Regions from separate parts of the Mus musculus genome. Here region 1 is linked to region 2. Evidence: chromatin contacts called from public HiChIP or PLAC-seq data. All regions are on one chromosome and are shown on one strand. Each heading gives the region's core, a stretch centred on a gene start, on an enhancer-like site or on the middle of the called end of the contact. The rest is flanking DNA. Distances are from core to core; before and after follow the strand shown. Region 1 overlaps Robo2 (roundabout guidance receptor 2). Region 2 overlaps Robo2 (roundabout guidance receptor 2).

Region 1 (4,791 bases), core at 1,264-3,763, 360 kb before region 2:
GCAGCACTGTGGCTTTAGCAGCCGTGTTTAAGTGGCTGTGGCTAGGATTGGTGTATGATCTCGTTCCCTTGTTTTTGGTCGCAAGCTTTTTTAGAAATTAGCTAATGATCATGGGACATAACTCAAGTATTCCATTACACTACATTTAAATCCAAACAGCAACCACCAAGTTGTAAACATCCTGGAATTGAAGGGATTTGTCCAAAACTTCTGGCATGAACTAGAATTAATTAACATGTCTGTATGCACCATGAAAACGGGAGGTATCTTTGGAATCAGATATCATTATCGTTTCTTTTAAAGTGTGTAAATTTTTAGAAGCCAAGGTCAGAGGTATGTGTTCCCGGGTACTAGCAAATGATAAAAATGATAAAATATGCTTAAAATAATTTGTTGAAATGTGTGAAAACTAGAATGTAATTTCCAAAATTGCACTACATTAAGGGGAATTTAAGATGAATTTAACAGCAAACCTTCTGACTTTGGCTTGAGAACTTTAAAGGGAATGCTTGTGTGTTGCCAAATAACAGTGTTGTAGTTACTGAAAGCCATGTGCATTGTTGATCCACTCAATTATACAGAGCATTTCATTTTCCTCAGTTGCACACAACAGCCTCTGTGTCTAAACATTCATATACATTTCAGCAACACATACATTTATTAACCAAATGCTGTTTTATCTTTCTCACTCTTATTATGGGTTGTGGGAGAAGCTGAATACAAAAGAGAAAAAAAAATCAATTGCATTGCTACTTTTCCTTTAAAGCAGGGCTTCATGGTTTTGTTCAATCAGCCTAGACCTAAATATGTGCCCCAGACATGCCTTCAATTAATTCAAGGTGATCCTCTTGCTTCAGCCTCCAGAGTGCTGGGCATACATGCATGTCTGTGTAGACTGTAAACCCATACAAAGCAATACCATCACTGGGGATATCAGTAAGTATCATACATAGCATGCACAGAGTTCTGGGTTTGATTTCCAGTATGAACTTGGTGTAGTGGCCCATGCTGCTGGAGGTAGACAGAAGCCTGTCAGACTTTCAAGGTTATTCGCTATCTACTACACTGGAAATTCAGGACAACTTGGCTTAGAAACTTTTGTCTATCAAAGCAAGGAGAGGAAGGAAGGATCAAAAGTAGGCAGGCTGTGCTGGTGATACAATACTAATTAATTTTGTCCCCACCCCACCACAAAAACATAAAATTTGGAAAAAAAAAAAAGAACATTTCCTTTGGCAGTGACAAAATGACCTTTGCCACCGAAACTTTGTTTTTATCGTTAATTTTTAGAGATAGGCTCTCACTATTGAAGATGTCATGGAGCTACCTATATAGTTCAGGGTGGCCTCAAACTCACCGAAATCCACCTGCCTGCCAAGTCCTAAGAGTAAAGGGATGTGGCTCTGTGTGTGGTCTGCATATTTTTTCTCTTTACAATCTTAATTTTGGGTTGAAAACCAGCAATACAAAAACATTCAGGTTGTGCATGGCCCCTACACTTCCAAACATTGAAGCAGTCCTTTGGTCTCTTCTCCCCAAAGCATGGTCATTGTGTTTGGTGACATTGCAACTTTAAAATAAGATATACTCTCATGCTTCACTCTCATTGTGGTGATTTGAAAACTTGAGTGGTGTCAAATTTTAATGTATGACAGTAATATCTGAAATAATATATTTATAACATATGGGTACTTATTTGGCAGCAAATACAGATTTTTTCATTGGACTGTCTAGATTCATGGGTATAAAGTGGGAATAAAAGCAAGGCCTACCCCTGCTTTTAAATTTTTACAGGACACTCATAGTTTCAGAAGAAAAAATTCCAAGCTCAGAAGTCTTCTTGTATTTTGTGAGATTCTCACATCCATGTCAATGGTTTGTTAGAAATTTTGGAATTTTCTAGGCTTTTGTTGGCTTCTGTAATGTGTCTTCTTATGTTGAAATTAAATTCCAAGGTAGCCCAACTTTTCTCAAGATGTTATTTTTAAATCATTTTAACCAGGAACTGAACATAGCACACAAATAAGAGAGCCAGACAAATGCTTTTATAGGCTCATTTCTGGCGGATTCAATGCTAAGGTTTATAGTCAGGGATTGCTCCAGGAATGTATACATATTTTTTGCACTTGCAATGATCCAAGAACTGAACACATATATTCCTTGGAGGATGGAGGTTTTGAGCTATAAGAGGTCACTAAGAGGGTGCACTGAGAAATCAAAACTAAGCCTTTGAATCAATTGACTGGCCTAGCATTTGAAAGCCAGCTACATAGCAAGTAGACCAGCTGATATTTAGTTCGAGGGATTGTTCACATTCACATAAAACAAAATTATTTAGCATTTGCTGAATCCTTCTTGATAATCAATTTGGGATCAGATGCAAAAGAACATGTGTCTGCTTTGTACGAAGCCAAATTCTTCTGTTTTTCCCTTAGAGCAGAGGACATGCCTTCTTCCCTGGCTGATATCGGTTGCTAGGAGAAGTGCACTGGGTTGCTTGCTTCATATCCATCAGTAAAACTAAAGAGTGCATTGAGTGAGCGAAAAAGGCAGAACACAACAGAGGCCATGAATCATGACTTGACTCCAAAGTGTCCACTTTGGTCCCACTTTCTCTCTCCTTTTTTTCTTTTTTCCTGTGAAAACTTTTGTTTTTAGCAATGATGCTTTCTTTCAGCCATTATCCTTAATCCTTCTGGTGCCTGAGGGGAGGAGAACCACTAAAGGGTGGCTGTGCTGTTAAGAGTCCACTCAGAGCCATAATAAAAGCCTTGAGAGTTATTCATGGGCCACATGAGCAAGAATGCCCTTCTCAGTGAATAGCTTCAGTCAGCCACCATTGAGATGGAGTGATTAATACCTTCTGCTTTTAATGGGGGGAAAGGCAGGAAAGAAAGGTCTTCGTACTACTTTGACCATTTTGCAAATCAGATTTTATACATGTGTCCACACTTTTGACTACTAAGTGGCTAAATGTCCAATACCTGCGGTAGTCTTTTTCAAAGCTTAGTGTTTTATGAACTGTTAATTGTGACGACTGTCAAATGAAATAAAACAGTCAAAATATCCCCAGATGTACTATAAAAAAATTAGTCAGCCTATCTCACATCTTGGCAATGTTTGTCATGACACTGGAGTAAAAGTCTCTTCTTCGCTGTGGTGTTTAGGCAGATCTGCTTCACAATATCCAAATAGCAATTCAGTTTGTTTGATAAAGAAACTAATTACAGTGCTCTGGAGAGTTTAGAGAAACATGTAATGAGAGGGTGTTCTGGGTGGCAGGTGTTAGTTATCCCAGGGCACTTAGATTTAAAGTACTTGAGGTTTTCCTAGTTGTTACTTAGATGTATGTATGCAGAGTATACGTGAATATTTTAAATATGGGAGAGTTTTGCATAAATAATTGCAGAAGACCTTTAGAAGTCTCATCACGCCCTTTTCGACTTTTTTTAAATTACATAGCATATATAGCATAGTTCAGATAAAACATGCTTGAGGATTAAAACTCTTGGTAATCGACTGACTACGAAGCTGCTCTGCTTTGGGAAGCCTGCGAGCAAGACTCAGGTCATGCGATTTGGTGATTCCCCTGCTGCGTTTCAGCTTGATACTGTCATCTGTTAAAGCCACGAAACGAAGCTTCTGTGTTCCTTGAATATGTTTTCCTTACCCCTCATTTTTATTTTTGAAGTGGCCTGCTTTTCCAATCATGCTGGCCATTTCCCCATCCAGCAATCCGTGCTTTCATCTAACCGTGAGAACAAGCAACATTTAAAACACCCTCATGCCGCTTCTTAGAGCCTGTTTTTCACTCCGTAGAGGTGAAATATCTTGTTAAGAGGTGGTAATACCCAAGGGCAATCAGAGAGGAAAAAAACGTAACGATTTGATGAGTGATGTCTAGAGATCAGCTTTGAGCGAGGTCTGACTTAACATCTTTATTAGTGATATAAGGACAGAGCGACGGAGAAACTCTATTCCTGCACATTAGAAAACCATTGCTACCTCCCGCGCTCCTCCCAGAAACCATGCCTAATGACTTACTAAAATGTTGACAGGAAAGAAATAACTCTTCTTGCAGTAATAACCAGTGCCTTATTTAGTACATAAATGTAAACTAATTCTTCAGGGAGGCAATCAGAAATCTAGACATCCAAGTAGAGGGAGAAGCTTGAAAAGCAAAAACACTGAATGGGTCCCGGGGGAAATGGATACAAAAGTCACAGAGAGAATGCAAGTAGTCAGCTGCTGGGTCCCCATGTACAAGCCACAGGGTGGTATTGGTCAATTTCTGGAGTGTTGCATCAGATAACATGGTTTGAATGCAATGGAAATTCTCTTTTCCATCTCTATTCTATGGACAGAACCTGAGTGAGATTTTGTCAGATTAGACATTCGAGTTACTCTTGAGAGAGGCCCTTTAGGAAGTGATGTGTCAGCTGAAAACAGAGATGGTCACACTTACAGTTTCTCCACATCTTTGCCACTTCCGATGAATAATATTAACTAATGTGCACAAAGGAGCAACAATGTAACGATATTTGAAATATTTCACTAGCAACTCTTGAGGATGGTATTATCAGGATCCCTAGAAGCAATGAGTTATTCTTAGGTGAATGAACTTTGATGGCACTTATGGCTAGCTCAGACTGTAGGTGTTGCCTAGTGTAAGATTTTATTATTGAAGAAAAGGTCATGAAATATTGTGGGCTCCCTCTATATAGGCATGAGAATTGTAATTAGATGAACTAGTTGAGTCGAATCCAGAACATAATCCTTTTAGTGCCTTCC
Region 2 (4,783 bases), core at 463-2,962:
AATTTGTTTTCTAATTTTGTTTTTGTTGAACCTTTTCTGAAAATGGGTGTGATAGACCAAGACTTCATCCCAGCAATAAGAAGGCAGAGGCAAAAATCAATCAATCAATACCTTTATAGATGTTATCAAATAAATCTTTCAGCTTTTCTCTTCTTGTAAAGCAATAGTTCTGTTTCCATTTCCTCTGCTCTCTCCTTCTTTCAATCCACTGACAAAACAGCCAGCACATTTATTACTAGTCTGTGTACAATCTATAATTTATCAAGTGTTTCCTTCTAGAGAGACTTGATTTCATTCAACAGTTTCAAGTTAAACATGTGTTCACAGAAGTCTGTCTAGTCTACATAGTGAGCCCTAAGATATCAAAGCTACGTAGTAAGACCTCCAAAACCAAACCAAACCAAACCAAACAGCAACAACCAATAAAAGCAAGCAAGCAAAAAAAAAAACAAATAAAGAACAACAAAATTGCTGAGACTATAAAGATTTTGAAGTTTTAAAAATTGGGCTCTAATTTGGGGATATTTCATTTTATAAAAAAACAGTCCTTCAGCGTTGTCTGTATATCTTGAGTCCATGTTCACTCATTTCATACACCTACAAAATATTTGTCATACCTAGTGAAAAATGTTACAATGATTAAATACAGGATAAACATTATTTGGATTTAATCAGTTTTCATTATTGTCCTTTTCTGCTCTGGAGACCAGTACAAGATATGTGTTTACTTTGGAGTCATAAGCTATGTGGATTAGTTGAAATGTTTCCCAATCATCTTTGGTCTTTGACAGAGTCATAGTGCTTTTGAGTATTACTAACCTTGTATTGGAAGAGGAGTGCTAGTGAGATATGGCACAGAAAAACCAAGCCTAGATTTCATGTTGTTTCACATGGGTGGATAGACTGGCTATATGATATTATAGAAAGAAAGCCATGGGAGTGACTTGCATCTCATTGAATCAGAGGTTCATGAGTCAAGGACCCATACTGTTTGATGCTCCACTGTTTGTTGAGACAGTTTTTAAGTACATCCTAAATCCAGTCTACAAGTGTTGGAATGACAGATATATTCCAGTATGCCTGGTTTGGCTTTGTTGACCTTTTTAAAATTTCATTTTAACTTTCTATGGCAAATTTATAGTTTTAATTTATTCTTTTGTTTTCAGATATGCGTACCATTATTGTTAAATAAGATTAAGTTGAAATAAAAATATATGCTAGAAAGTTGTGAGATTGTACTGCATTTTTTAGTGTACCTATATTTTTTAATGGAGTACAATTACCTATATTTGAATGGAATATAACAAAAAAGTATAATTTAGGACTCATTTTCTTCTCTGATTTATTATGTATAAAGTGATAAGTATGACAGCTTTACCGCTTCTATTTGTAAAGACTTCAATGTCTTGTAACAGTCATTTGCTTCAAAGTTTATGCCATTCGTGAAAGAAAAAAAATCAAACAGTACCATAAAAAAATCATATAAATATCATTTTCAAGAGATACGAGAACACTCCCACCCCGTTGTTCTCAAAATGTTGCATAGTTTTGGCCCCTACTCTCTTACTACTGGGTTTACACTCTACAGTATTTGTTTGAATAGCTAAATGTTTTAATTCATTAGACACATACAAGTGTTAGCTTTAGACCATTATGTTAGAGAGGCTCAACATGCAAATTAATGACTTTTTCTATCTTGATGGAAGTCAGGCACTTTTTCTTTCCTTTTCAGACTCAAGTGACATTTCAAGGAACCTTATTCAGTCTTGATTTGTGCGTATTAGCATAACATTTACTTTAACATGAAAGGCAGACAGACCTCTTTTCTTGCAGAAGGATAGCAGTAATACTTTTTCACGGAACTACAGACTAAGTCAATAACATTGATTCTGTTACATTTTTAGCTCTGAGACAAGGGAGGCGACCACTGTTCTTGCATAAGTAATTGGTGTGGAGGACAGCATTTATTTGGCTTAATGTTTAATGAAATCTGAATACAGTTTGTGTAGTTGTTAAGGCTTAAAACAGTGATGGTAAGCAATGTAGGGCAGCTGCATTGGCGATAATTACTATGTAAGTAATATGTGACTATTTTTCCTTTGGAGGCAAAGGAAGCATTTCAATTCATGTTTAAATAGATGAAATGCTGTGATACCTACTTAACCCATCAACACAGGAGAAGCTATCCGTGCCAAACCTTTGGTGAGCAGAGATGAGATAAAGATTAAGGAGGTATTTTTGCCTTCATTTCATTCATCCCAGGGAGAATATTTTAAAAACAATAACAATATGCCCATTTATTTTGTTAACCATTAGCATCCTAAGTTTTTTATTCTAAAAATAACTTTAATGATATTTACAACACATTTTTTTGCTGAAATACAATGTTTTTTTTTTTTTTTTTTTAAATTTTTGTTTCTACAACTGGAGTGTCTTGTTGGGGTAGGAAACTTGGAAAGTCTAATAATAATTCTATGCCCAAACAGAGAAATATTACTGAATGTGATTATTTTCTATAGAGTCAAAATTAAAGGTATTTCACATTGTGTTTTTTTTAGCAGAGTATAGTAATTTATTGGAGATACATCTAAAAATAGAAGTTCATAACTGATTTTCAGGAAGAAAGACCTCCACTGTTTTTTAGTGACTATAAAAATCATCAGTATATATATATATTTAAGAGAGTCTCAATAAACATTAGATGAAAGAATACAACAGTGTAGGGCTAGACAGATGATTTAGTTGTTCTTCCAGAAGACCTGAGCTCAGTGACCCACACTGAATGACTGGCAACTACCTGTAACTCCAACTTTAAGGGCTCTGACAGGTTTCTGGCTTCCACAAGTACTTACACACACACACACACACACACACACACACACACACACACACACACACACATTAAAAATAATATTTTAAACAGAGTGTCTTATGAAGGACAGGCTGACTTTTTAAAAATTTCACTAGGTAGCCAAGGTTGGCCTTGAACTTATGAACTTCCTATACCCATCTCTCCAGTGCTGGGATTATAGGCATGTATCAAGACACCTGTAAGACAAGTTTCTTACACATGAATCCAAAAACAACAAAAAAAAAAAAGTGTTGGCAAAAAAGGAAGGAACTTTCGAGTCCGAAATGGTTTTAATTTCTAATAACACATTTGCACCTGTGGAACTTAAATAGAAGGATCAATTTATTGAAAGCTCTCAGTTCTCATCACCAGTTTGCAAAAGTAATTCTTTAAAGGAAAGTGCAAGTAGTGTTTTTTTTTTTTGTTTTTATTCTTTGAGTTGTAGGTTAATGAGAGAAGGCTATATGGACATCCATTTACATACTGAATACATCAAAGACAAAAAGCTGAGGTAGAACTCTTTTTTTCTCAGCTCTGCATCCTTGTGTGTCAGCTGACCCTAGACGCTTGTGCTTGTTAGTGATCTTTGAAGATCAAGTGATTTATGATATGTTTTCACAAGTACTTTATGTGATAGAAGGTGCTTGAAGTTCTAATGAAAGGGGCAGCATTCAAGGGGATTATCAAAAGAGTACATCAAAAAATCCATATGCTGCTGACTCTATCAAAATATTATAAGTTAACATAAAGGAGTAAATATTACCTGCTATGTACAAAGAAATAAGAGCAAAATTGACAAGCATTCACTAAAACGTCCTATTTAATCTAGTAGTGGGATGGAGACCTTAAAATAAGCTTCTTAGAACTTGGGTAAACAGAAGAGACATTATATTAATTATTGTCTCATTTCTAATCATAAAAGCACTGACTGTGCTTCACGTTGTTAGCAAAATACTGCAAACTGAACATTTAGTATATTTCATCACTTGTATGATTTTTACTATGTCACCATTATTTAGCGTCCCAGTTTTTTTTTTTTTCATTTTTATTTATTTTGTTTCTAAACTGATTCTAAAGTGAGACCAACTTCTGCAATAAGGGTCTCTAGTAGAATGGAATGTTCATAATAGCTTTTCTGTGGGGAGGGGGGGAGAGAAGAAATAAAATATGCCATTTACATTCTTATGTATGCCTGCTACTTCTAAATGCAGTTGATAGCTTCCATATAGTGTAGGTAATTCATGAATATTTCATAAAACAGAAAGGGGCCTACAGAATAAGCATTTTAAGAAATATAGTGTAAAATTCTATCAATTTCCCTCAGCCCACTGACAAGTCCCTTTTCTAAAGTCTATTTTAAGTGAGATTTTTCTAGAATTCTTAGTTTCGTGGAATATGCGATTCCCAGAACTGCATGATTCTTTCAGAAGAGAAACTGAATAGAACCACTTACAACTCCCTTCTTGTGCAATTTTGAACAAAGTGGCTCTTTACAGTTAGCCCTGGAAAATGTCCCTGTATTAATTGTCTGGGAGCTCTATTGTTTAGAGCCTGTGGGGCTGGGAAGCAGAGATGCTGAACAGGTGCTAGCTCTCCTGCTGGGGAGATCTGCCTTGCTCATGTTCAGTGTGCACCTCAAGGACATGCGCTGAGTTGTGCTCCCGATAAATATCCACTTTGATTAGATTGACTAGTGGAGACTGCTCAATTAAGACAATTTTAGAAAAAGAAAAGAAATACTAAGAACATGGTGACAGCAATGTAAATAAACCATTGTCCAAAAAAAAAAAAAAAAAAAAAAAAAAAAGTCCCCATAAGCCAATAAAGAAGGAAAGGTGGAAGGCAAAATTGTCTTTTGTGTTAAATAAGTATTTTGCCCATTTGTTTCTGGAGCAAAAAGTCACACAAACTGCTATGGAAGTTATTATGAGT

Evidence for each region. HiChIP or PLAC-seq counts read pairs in DNA pulled down with a chosen protein or histone mark.
Region 1: an H3K4me3 HiChIP or PLAC-seq map of embryonic basal ganglia shows a contact between it and region 2, with 2.9 times the contacts expected there. The contact joins two enhancer-like sites. A contact is called at or near these places in 1 of 484 Hi-C or Micro-C datasets (ventricular fibroblasts) and 2 of 115 datasets of contacts at active chromatin or transcription factors (embryonic basal ganglia and neural tube).

Annotation. Positions count from the first base shown.
Region 1 is chr16:74,395,338-74,400,128 of GRCm38.p6, reverse strand. All of the region lies in intron 1 of Robo2 (roundabout guidance receptor 2), which reads left to right. Among named protein-coding and RNA genes, the nearest start is that of Robo2, 14 kb to the left of the region's middle. Within about 2 kb of position 2,513, at least 29 of the 459 cell types and tissues checked have an H3K27ac peak or open chromatin away from gene starts, as enhancers often do. A contact at or near this core is called in embryonic basal ganglia, where this site is marked.
Region 2 is chr16:74,029,595-74,034,377 of GRCm38.p6, reverse strand. All of the region lies in intron 5 of Robo2 (roundabout guidance receptor 2), which reads left to right. Among named protein-coding and RNA genes, the nearest start is that of Gm22163, 27 kb to the left of the region's middle. Within about 2 kb of position 1,712, at least 1 of the 459 cell types and tissues checked has an H3K27ac peak or open chromatin away from gene starts, as enhancers often do. A contact at or near this core is called in embryonic basal ganglia, where this site is marked.